Linked DNA regions of Mus musculus: region 2 is linked to region 1. The links are chromatin contacts, called in public ChIA-PET maps. All regions are on one chromosome and are shown on one strand. The core of a region is the stretch at or near the end of the contact, and the rest is flanking DNA. Distances in the headings are between cores, read along the strand shown.

Region 1 (5,735 bases), core at 1,940-4,439:
AAAACATTTTCTATACTCACCTAATCTTACCACCGAATGAAATGGCAGGTTAGTTATGATGAGGTGTTCCATGTATGTCCTAATTTGTTCCTGATTTTTAAAAAGATATTTATGTTTGATCGTGTGGGTGTGTGGATAGATGCATGACTGCAGGTACCTGTGGAGGCCAGGAAAGGGCATCAGATCCCCCTGGGCTGGAGTTATAGGTGGTCTTGAGCTCTTGAGCATGGGTGCTGGGAACTGAACTTAGGTCCTCTGAAGGAACAGCAAATGCTCACAACCCCGAGCCGTCTCTCGAGCTCAAAGGTTCTTTATTGTTTCTTTCCTTTATTTATTGGGTTCTGCATTATCTTTCTCCCTTGCTGGGGATCAGACCCAGGGACTCACACTTGCTAAACACATTCTCTACCTGACGTATATCCTCAACCCTTATCATATTAAATGATTACCATAAATGTGTAGCATGTATAGTAGTAAGAGAACAATTCTTCAGGATCATGGTCACTTCTGTTCTTTTTTTTCTTCTTCTTTTTCTTTTTTCTTTTGTTTTATACGAAGCCTAGAGTGATTTTCTGCAGGTCACAGTAAAACCCGCTGAAACTGTAATTACATTAACATAGTAATTTGAGGATAATTTTCACCTTCTATTTTCAAGAACACGGGGTTCAATATTATTGTTAGAAGTAACTCGCTAGAGCTTTGGAGTCATTTTGAGATCTCTGTGCTAGGTTGGCACGAGTGACATGTGTGGAAAAGACACACCCAGCCCAGAGGGGGAACAGAGACTACTTTTTATAGTTATTTTCAGAGACTTTAGGAGGAAAATGGAGTCAGTAGTCTGTGCTGTTTGGGTACTGATCAAGTTGTAGGTGTCCTGGCATCAGAAGCAACCTGCTCATCCAGTATGGAGCAGGGAGGCTCTCTGGAAATGGCTGCGTTCAGAGGAACACTTTCAGCTAAGATCTCCAAAAGGTTGGTCTGTGAATTATTTTAACTAAAATAGTCTATTATGGTAAGGTGAAGGCGAAAAGGCAAAATATCTCATGTTCTCTCTCTCTCTTTTTTAGAAAGATATATTCTTATAAAGATTTATTAAAATTTATAATTAATAGCAAGTTTAACGGTGTATGCGTGCAGTAGGGGTAGGTACCTCCATTGGATAGAGTTGTTAGAGCCCCTGGAGCTGGAGTTACAGGTGGATGTGAGCCACCTGATGTGCATGCTGGGAACTGAACTTGGATCCTTTGCAAGAGCGGAATACACTCTAAACCACTTCATGTTTTCTCTTATGTATAGAGTATAGTTAATGTAGATTTAAAATATATATGTATATATGCATACGACATTACAGGGGAAAAGGAATGAGCAGGAAGGAAGAAATAGCTGGGGGAGGGAAGGACTGTGGGGTACGTACGAATAAAGTACAATGATATATATGTGTAAGAATGTCAGATAACTCATAAAATGTGCACATGGCTTTAGAAGTCCTATGATGTGATAGCAGATTGAGAGTAATAGCCCTGTTCTAGTCACCCATCCCCAGACACAGAGAAATGGCTACCTCAGCTCTTAATAAGAGGTTGGGGGGTGTGGGGGGGGCACAGAGTGAGTTTAAGTACCACATCTATTAAGATCTAACTTGAAATGTAAAATTACCGAAAAGCCTTTTTGAAACATACACAGCCTTCCATTATATTTAAGAAGGAGCCTCATTTCAAGTGGACATCTGTGCCTTGAGATGCCAGCTTTAGTCATGCAGACTTCCTGTGGTCACCAAGGATAATGCTTGTTCCACTTGTCTCTCAGCCCCTCGGTGTTCTAACGGCTTGTTTGTATGCTTTAAGGCATATGTGAGACATTAGTGTCTCATACAAGCTTTTCCTTAAAGGAGATGTGGTTAAAATCATGTAGAGACAGTGAACCCAAAGGAAGCCTCAGGGTCAGACTTGTGGTTTCTGAGGAAAAGGTTTGCTGCTCCAAGTGTGGCTGGTGGGACAGAAGTGTCAGCATCTCCAGTCCAGGGTCAGCATCTCCAGTCCAGGGTCAGCATCTCCAGTCCAGGGTCAGCATCTCCAGTCCAGGGGCAGCATCTCCAGTCCGGGGGCAGCATCTCCTGTCCAGGAGCAGCATCTTTAGGGAGTTCCTTCAAAATTTCAGGTTCTCAGACACCCCCCTCCCCTTATGTAGAAACAGCATCTGCATTTTGGTAGACTCCAGATGAATGGTGGGTACATTCAAGTGTAAGGACAGAGCTAAGCATACGTACACATTTGCATCAAAGTTGGTTGTGCTTAGTTTTTGAAAACAACTTTCTGAATGTCTAGCCTACATGTATGTTTGTACACTGCGTGTATGTGCAGGGTCTGTGGAAGCTAGAAGAGGGTGCAGGGTCCCATGGAACTGGGGTTATAGAAGGCTGTGAGCACCCAACCACATGGGTGCTGGGAACTTGGAACCCAGGTTCTATGTGTGAGCAGGAGGTATTCTTACTATCAGAGCCATTTCTCCAGCTCTGGGACTGATGGGACTTTAAAATGCAAGCTCCCCTCTGAGTTGCACTGGACACATTTCTTCAGTGACCTCATTGGTTGCTGCAGATATAGAGTGTTTTGGTCCCCTGTCTCAGGCAGGTGCTGGGGTGTAGGTGGGAGAAACTAGAAAAGCAGAAATAGCAGCAGTCTTGAACATGGAAACTGTAATTATGTGCAAGCTGAGTGACTTTCTGTCACTCAGCTGACTGTGGCCCATAAAAACACCTGGGGACCACTCATGGGTAGCTATCCTTTCTATTCATGCATTGCAGATGTGGGACTTTTCCTGAACCAGCAAATGTTAGGAAGACTTGATTTTACTCAGTTGTTGTGTTCCTGATAAGATGCTATTAATTATGCATTATTAGGAACATTCTTTCTTTTCACTTTCTGTGTGTCTTTCGTGAGAGGCTGCAGGAGTCCGAGAGAGAGAGCAGGCCTCTTCCTATGGCTGTTCCCCATGGTTTCCTCTGGTTTTTTCTGTATCCCAGAGGGTTGAGAGAAAGGATCTTCATTTACCTTTGTGGCCTTTCGAGGCAAACAACAAAGGCCTTGAACTAGTTGTGAGTTGTTAGGTGGTTTGTCTAGCAAAGAGGCAGCCCTGACTGTAAGCTCTGAGACAGGATGTGGCAAGATTTTCTCTAAAGTCGCGGTGTAGTATGTTGATGCTAAGCTGTAACAGACACTCACTTGGCAGCACACAGCTCCTTGAGAGTGTGTGGCGACAGTGTCATCATATCCAGAATGTTCCTATAGATACCCAACCTTTATGACAGAAGTAAGTATCTGCTGGGGGCAGGGGCCAGGGACATCAGAAGGGGCAGTAACTTGGCTGGCACATTTTCCATCCCGCTTCCTCCTGGGCTCCCCTGGTGCTCCTATAGCTGCAGTCATTAAAGATCCATGGCGCTCGCTCTCGTGTTCTCTCTCTCTCTCTCTCTCTCTCTCTCTCTCTCTCTCTCTCTCTCTCTCTCTCTCTCTCCATTCTTTTCCCTCTCAAGCATTTTTAAACCTTCAGCGTAGTGTTAGGGGAACTTTGAACTCCATTGCTCTCATTTCATAATCCTCTTTTTCCTGATTATTCCAGAATTATCTTAGTAACAGCTTGATTTATTATCCTCCCTCAAGCCACCAAAGACAGGGTGAAGAAGTGCCTAAGATGTCTCTCTTACTAACTACTCTCTCCTTGGAAATCTTTCCATTCTTCCTGCATCACACTGTGCCACCAGCTTAATCTGGTGCCATCTTGCACTTCCTATTGGGATGAGGGGAAACTCCATTTGTTCCCTATCCACTGCTTTAGGCGTCAGTGGCAGCCCTCCCCAGGGTCATTCTATCAGTGAGTTAATCTATGCATCTGCTACCCACTACTGGCATAGCTACGTAACAAGTTCGCCTGTGCTCATGGCTCTTTGCCAGACAGATTTGTATTTTATCTTGTTCCAACTGTTTGTTTTCTAGCCAGAACTTTGCCAATCTCTATCCTCTATGGCCCTATGACTAATCTCCAAACAGTCTTAAAGACACTGCTCTTCTGCTCCTTGATTTAAGGAGTAAGTAATTCCTGATCCTAGACAATAGAAATAATCCTCACACTTCTGATCGAATACAGATTGTTTTATTAATTATTTTATTATTAATATTTGTATTCTTTATTAACGTGTGTGTGCACATGTGCATGAGTGTGAGCCTGCCTGTGCCCATTTGTATACGGAGTACAGAGAGACCAGAGGCATTGGATAATCCCTGGGCGCTGGAGTTGGGTGCTGGGAATTGAACCCAAGTTTTCTCCCAGAGCAGCAAATGTTCTGCTGTCTCCTAAGCCATCTCTCCAGCCCTTGCGTTGTCCTTTTCTTAAGGGCGGTATCTGACTTGATGCCACCAACCCCAACTGGCTTACTCTTCACTGCTCACTTAGCCTGCGTCTTATATAACCCAGGCCCACATGACCAGGGATGACGCTGCCCGCAGTGGGCTGGGCATTCATTCCCACATCAGTCATTAATTAAGAAAATGTCCTGGCAGAGCTGCCTACAAGCCAATTTTTCGTTTGTTTGTTTCAATTGAGATTCTCTCCTTTCAGATTTTAGCTTGTGTCAAGTTGACGAAAGATAACCAGCACAGATCTATTACTGGCTCATTTCTTTCTCTACTATTTAAAAAAAATAGCTAATCTGACCTTGCTAATTTAACCTGGTGTTTTGGAGGAAGAGAGAGAAGAAAGGATTGGCTGGAATGGATGGGTGTTAACCTCTCTTCCTGTTTCCCAGGGATAAAGCATTTGTTTTAGACAACTGACATTTACTAAGTAACTTTTTATCTGACTGGGGAAGTGCTCCAGTCTAAGTTGTTTCTTGTTTCTGCTTCTCGTGATTATTTCTAAATAGAGAAAAGATGACTCTGCTGGCAAGCTACACAACCTCTTGTTCTTTTTATGGCTGAAATGTAAGCTTTGCCTGCTGGCTTAGGAAAGAGGGAATAATTTAGATTTATCTTTGAAATGACGTAGGTCGTGACATCTAAGATTATCGACGTGAGATCTGTTACATGTTTATTACTTAAAAGTCGTGAGTATCATAGCTCTCTGCCATGTGTTTATTACTTAAAGGAAGAGCTGATCATTTTTAAAGATTTTTTTTTTCAGTAGCTTTAGATTAGATTTGCCCTCCAAAGGCCCAAATGAGCTCAGCTTACAAGTTATGCTCATTTTGTAAGAAGAATTCAGGGCTTCTGGTATTTTCCCTTGCAATCACTTCAAATATTTATTGCAACACGTAGTAACAGGATTTACTTAGAAATGGATATATTTAGTGGCTTGAAGAGGGCAATTCCCAAACTATGAGGATGCCTTTGGAGTGGCTGAAGTCAGACACCCTCTACTCTCCAGTGCCAAGCACATGAGAGGCCCGTGCAGGGACAGACCAGAGAGCTCCCTTCAGTTTTCCCGAGGTTGCTTCTAGGAGACAATCCAGAAGCCTATTTGCCTCTAAAGGACCCCAGGCATCTTGAACCAATCCCGTGTCGTATCTTGACAGTCTGTCAATTTAGCAGAATACTCAGATATCAAAGGCACACAAAGACCTTCAGCCCTGTGCCGTTGAACTAGGATTTGGAAGAATATGCAAATTAGAGTGAGGATGCTGAGTGAAGTTCGTGCAAGCAATTGACAGAGTGGCTTCTCCCAACCTCAACAACACGCTGCCT
Region 2 (5,418 bases), core at 533-3,032, 540 kb before region 1:
AGTTATAGGGAACTGGGGCATGAACAGATAATTGCTGTGGGGAATGTTTGCAATGGAACTCCATTCATCTTGCTATCCACATTGAGAAGCCAGGGAATTAGCTATCTTTAAAAAGCCTACATCATCAGCAAGAGTTGTGGTCATTAACCTTTTTCAAGACCACTATGATAATATGATTTTAAATAACAAATTGTTTCCAGGCTAACTTGACTGGCTTCTTCATAACACTTCACCTCTACTTCCAGAGTCTTCACAACGAAATTATAGAAAATATAAGGGGAAACCTAAAATAAAACTTTCAGAAGAGCCTAAAGAGTTCCAAGAGCCATTTCAAACAAAAAAACAAAATATACCAGGGGTGCTACTACAAATAGGTTTCTTGGAAGTATAAGAGGTAGGGTAGAATTTAAACAGTGAAAAATATCCTTTGTCTCAATCCATATTAATGGAAAGCAGAGCTCATGGGTGGAAAGGAGAAAAGCAACAGCCTGGATGAAGTGTGGAAATCTACACGGTAGAACTTAGGGTTCATCATAAACTCTTGATCACTTAGTCAGGAAGAGCTGTGATCACTGTAGGCAGGATGTCCTATGATCACTGTAGGCAGGATGTCCTATGATCACTGCAGTTAGGATGTCCTATGATCACTGTAGGCAGGATGTCCTATGATCACTGTAGGCAGGATGTCCTATGATCACTGCAGTTAGGATGTCCTATGATCACTGTAGGCAGGATGTCCTATGATCACTGTAGGCAGGATGTCCTATGATCACTGCAGTTAGGATGTCCTATGATCACTGTAAGCAGGATGTCCTATGATCACTGTAGGCAGGATGTGCCCTGATCACTGCAGTCAGGATGTCCTATGATCACTGTAGGCAGGATGTCCTATGATCACTGTAGGCAGGATGTCCTATGATCACTGCAGTTAGGATGTCCTATGATCACTGCAGTTAGGATGTCCTATGATCACTGCAGTTAGGATGTCCTATGATCACTGTAGGCAGGATGTCCTATGATCACTGTAGGCAGGATGTCCTATGATCACTGTAGGCAGGATGTCCTATGATCACTGTAGGCAGGATGTCCTATGATCACTGTAGGCAGGATGTCCTATGATCACTGTAGGCAGGATGTCCTATGATCACTGTAGGCAGGATGTCCTATGATCACTGTAGGCAGGATGTCCTATGATCACTGCAGTTAGGATGTCCTATGATCACTGTAGGCAGGATGTCCTATGATCACTGTAGGCAGGATGTGCCCTGATCACTGCAGTCAGGATGTCCTATGATCACTGTAGGCAGGATGTCCTATGATCACTATAGGCAGGATGTCCTATGATCACTGCAGTTAGGATGTCCTATGATCACTGCAGTTAGGATGTCCTATGATCACTGCAGTTAGGATGTCCTATGATCACTGCAGTCAGGATGTCCTATGATCACTGTAGGCAGGATGTCCTATGATCACTGTAGGCAGGATGTCCTATGATCACTGTAGGCAGGATGTCCTATGATCACTGCAGTTAGGATGTCCTATGATCACTGTAGGCAGGATGTCCTATGATCACTGTAGGCAGGATGTCCTATGATCACTGCAGTTAGGATGTCCTATGATCACTGTATGCAGGATGTCCTATGATCACTATAGGCAGGATGTCCTATGATCACTGCAGTTAGGATGTCCTATGATCACTGTAGGCAGGATGTCCTATGATCACTGTAGGCAGAATGTGCCCTGATCACTGTAAGCAGGATGTCCTATGATCACTGTAGGCAGGATGTCCTATGATCACTGCAGTTAGGATGTCCTATGATCACTGTAAGCAGGATGTGCCCTGATCACTGAAGGCAGGTTGTGTTGTGATCAAAGTAAACTTTCACAATCACAGATAATCATCAGGGAAGGAGGCAATGAGAGCAATGAGGAAGTCTTGTGAGGATCTCCATCACTAGCTAGAAATTAGGCAAAGCTTAGCTCTGAAATTTGGAAAATTTAAATATTCTCTGCCAATACTGTGGCTACAATTTGTTTGAATTTGTGAAGAAGGAACTTTAAAAGATAAATGGGCCTCCAGGAACCACTGAGAAAGAGGGAGCTCAAAGACTGTAAGAGCCAGAGGTGACAGATAGTTATCAGTAAGCAGTGCTTTCCAGGTACACTCGAGCAGATGAACATATAAATGCACAGTGGTTATGATAGCATGAACAAAATGTGTGCATGCTCAGGCTGGGAAGAAAATCTCAGCATTAGACGGCAAAGCACGAAGCTGGGACTACCTACCTGAGGGGTTATTGCCTGCAATAGCTTTACAAGAGCAAGAGTCAGTTTTCTTTATGGGTCTCCTAGGAGGTTGACATACTCTCCATTGCTGTCCCCATACCCAAGAGTACTTGAGTAAAATAGGAGAGAGGAGGGGGCAGGGGAGGAAGACAAGGGGGGAAGGAAGGAGGGAGGGAGAGGGACTGGGCGACTGGGCATGGATCTGGGGAAGAGTTGGGGTGAACATAATAAAAATATATTATTTGAAATTCTCAAATAATTAATAAAAAATACTAGTTAAAAGATAAATGAGCCTCATGGTAATGCTTCAACTAGAGTCACCAAGTTAACAAGTACAAAGCAAAACCAAATTCTAAACACAGGAGTGGCCAGAAAGAGCAAGGGTATCACGCAATGTTCACTTATGGTGACGTGAGAGTCTCTGGACAGAAGCTGAGTTCATCATCCTGAGAGCTCTGCACTGACATCTGGTAATGCTGGTAATTGTGGAGAATGCAACTGCAATATCAACAGTTCTGTAATAACGCTGCATATGCAGCCCTGGAAATATCACTACATTATATAAAAATGCACAATTAAAAATACAGGGCTTTATAAGGAAAGTGAGGTTAAGGGCACAACACTGAAAAACCTAAAACCACACAAATCAACTAAATACCAACAGATGACAGCAGCACAACAGACCTTGAAAAAGCCCTGAAGCAGAAGTGGGCACTGAAGGCTACAGCTTGTGCCGTGAGCTGCTGTGAGGTACTGCAAGAAGGGCACCTGAAATCTCACAGACCAGTCAGATCACAGTAACACACATGGATGCCTAGAGGTTCAAACAGACTCACGGAACCCAGGGAACTGGCAGGGACTTAACACTCAGTTCACCCGGGAACCGTTTTCTGGTTCACCTAGTGTTACTTACAGACAAAACTGCACATAAGGAAGTGTGAAATTTTAAGTTATTTGCAAAATGTTCTTAAACGTATCAATTGGGAACAAATTTGCATTTTCAAATCAAGTACAATCCCAGCACTCAGTACAGAGGGAGAATACTTCTAAAGATTTTTTTTTCTTGCTTGCTTTAATGAAGTGCAATTTTAATCCATTTTCTGTCATATTCAACCTAAGCTTAGTGGTGGTATCACACAAGCCTGCTTCCATAATGCACTCAGTTGTTCTCACACCTTGCGGGAGATGATGTCCAGTGATAAGTCAATATGCAGTGGATTGGGAGTTGTGAGTAGCCCCTGGTCCCAGCCCAGAAAGCTAAGAATTCTCTACCTTTCCAATCTGCTCTAACCTTTTATATCATCCATGGGTGGTTTTCAGGGACTAGAAGAGACTTTCATGGCACAAAAACCTTCATCCAAGCCACGGCACGTCCCGAACCTCTTATGCACTAGATTGCAGCTTGCACAGCAATAACACTCCATTTTATATGGCTGGAATTCCAAAATATAAAAAGCCTCTCTGACCACAGTAACTATTTCTATCACTTATCACTCTAATGTACACCTAAATTCATTCGCATATTTAGAAATCTCATTTACAGATGAAACTTCAAGACAGTTTCTGAACTGACTCTCATAAACAGAAGGTAACATCAAATGCTTTTAATACACATTATAGCACAGGTTCTTTATACTGAAATAATCAACTGAATTCAGTAAAAGTGTTATAAGAATGAATAGTATCATGCAGTCAGAATTATTTTAAAAGCCAGCCAGGATTCTTGCAAGATTCTTGCCAGTTGCAGTGATAGTTTATGAAAGTGGATAGACTAACTGTTTATATTTGTAATTTTTTTTCTGAGAAGCACTTCCAGAGTTAGCCACTAGAAGTCCTTAGTAATACACATTTGCTAGGCAGGAAGGTGGAGAGAAGGAAGCTGGGATAAGGGGAAGAACATAAAGAGGAAACTTGGAGAAAAATTCATTCCTCAAAGAAAAAAACCAAAGAAAATCTCAAAGAAAATCAGTTGGGCAGGGATGGAGATGTAGACAGCAAACCCCACAAGAGTCCCAACAGTGCAGCTTGGAGATCTAAATTCGAATGCACATGGGCCACGAGCACACCCTGCTATACAGAACAGCCTAAGAGAAACAAAGAAGGGCTCAAAAGATCCAGGGCTTCTAACTGTCCCCAAATAAATAGTTATAAAATCGGTGTACTGAGATATTTATTTCACTATAAACTCCTAGATACATTTTAAATTCCTGAGTTTTAAACTTCAGTTCAGTTTTAACCAAAATATTAAAAATAAAAGTGCTTTTTAAAAAAAATGTTATTTTCAAACAGAATTTCCAAAAATGTAAAGAATTTTAGATTTGATTTTGTACTATCTCTAATTCTGCACAATATTATATTCACAAGGGAAACAAAAATGTTGAAATATGAACATTGAAACAGAACTTATATGCTGAAAAGGAACTCCATGCGATTATAAAGCTAACCCCACCCAAGCTATATAATTTCTACCAGCTCAAGAAGTGTTTCTTGTTGTGATTTTCCATATGGAGAGTACCAGGAAAGCAAATTCATGTACATATAAAATGTACCAATTCTCTTAATAGTCCATTTAACGATCAACCTGTTATGTTCAGGTGATCACTCTGGGGAATTGTATGTGTATTCTCACACATTAAACTAGTGCACTGCGGGAAGTGTCTTACAACGTCCTGACCTTACAGATGAAGGCTCAGAAACACCATCCTTTTGCTGGGCCTTTGGTCATGTCAGCCTCTTACCCTCTGCTTTTCTAAACTAACTATAGCACAGTCCAGGCAGCTTGGAACTTAGGTGCACAGTGCACTCAATATCCTCTAGAGCAGGGACAGCACGAAGGGATGTGGCTAAGTGAAGGGGTGTGGCTAAGTGAAGGGGTGTGGCTAAGTGAAGGGGTGTGGCTAAGTGAAGGGGTGTGGCTAAGTGAAGGGGTGTGGCTAAGTGAAGGGATGGGCAGTCTGGGAGCTGAGAGGAACCTTTGACAGGATCTGTGGGCCGCCATGACAGTCCTGTGGGATACAGTCTTTACTGGTTTCTGCCTTGATATGTAACCCAGGCCGGATCCTTCTGTGTCCTTCAGTCTCTGAGCTTTAAGACAGAGAACTTAGAGGTCATACTTTACTTACAGGATAGTGA

The links. ChIA-PET counts read pairs in DNA pulled down with a chosen protein or histone mark.
Region 2: an RNA polymerase II ChIA-PET map of memory CD8 T cells shows a contact between it and region 1, with 6 read pairs. The contact joins two enhancer-like sites. A contact is called at or near these places in 1 of 115 datasets of contacts at active chromatin or transcription factors (memory CD8 T cells) and 1 of 9 other capture datasets (embryonic stem cells).

Annotation. Positions count from the first base shown.
Region 1 is chr17:50,091,750-50,097,484 of GRCm38.p6, reverse strand. The region is part of intron 3 of Rftn1 (raftlin lipid raft linker 1); the gene reads left to right. Among named protein-coding and RNA genes, the nearest start is that of Gm52302, 60 kb to the right of the region's middle. Within about 2 kb of position 3,189, at least 59 of the 459 cell types and tissues checked have an H3K27ac peak or open chromatin away from gene starts, as enhancers often do. A contact at or near this core is called in memory CD8 T cells, where this site is marked.
Region 2 is chr17:50,627,620-50,633,037 of GRCm38.p6, reverse strand. All of the region lies in intron 3 of Plcl2 (phospholipase C-like 2), which reads right to left. Among named protein-coding and RNA genes, the nearest start is that of Plcl2, 120 kb to the right of the region's middle. Within about 2 kb of position 1,782, at least 18 of the 459 cell types and tissues checked have an H3K27ac peak or open chromatin away from gene starts, as enhancers often do. A contact at or near this core is called in memory CD8 T cells, where this site is marked.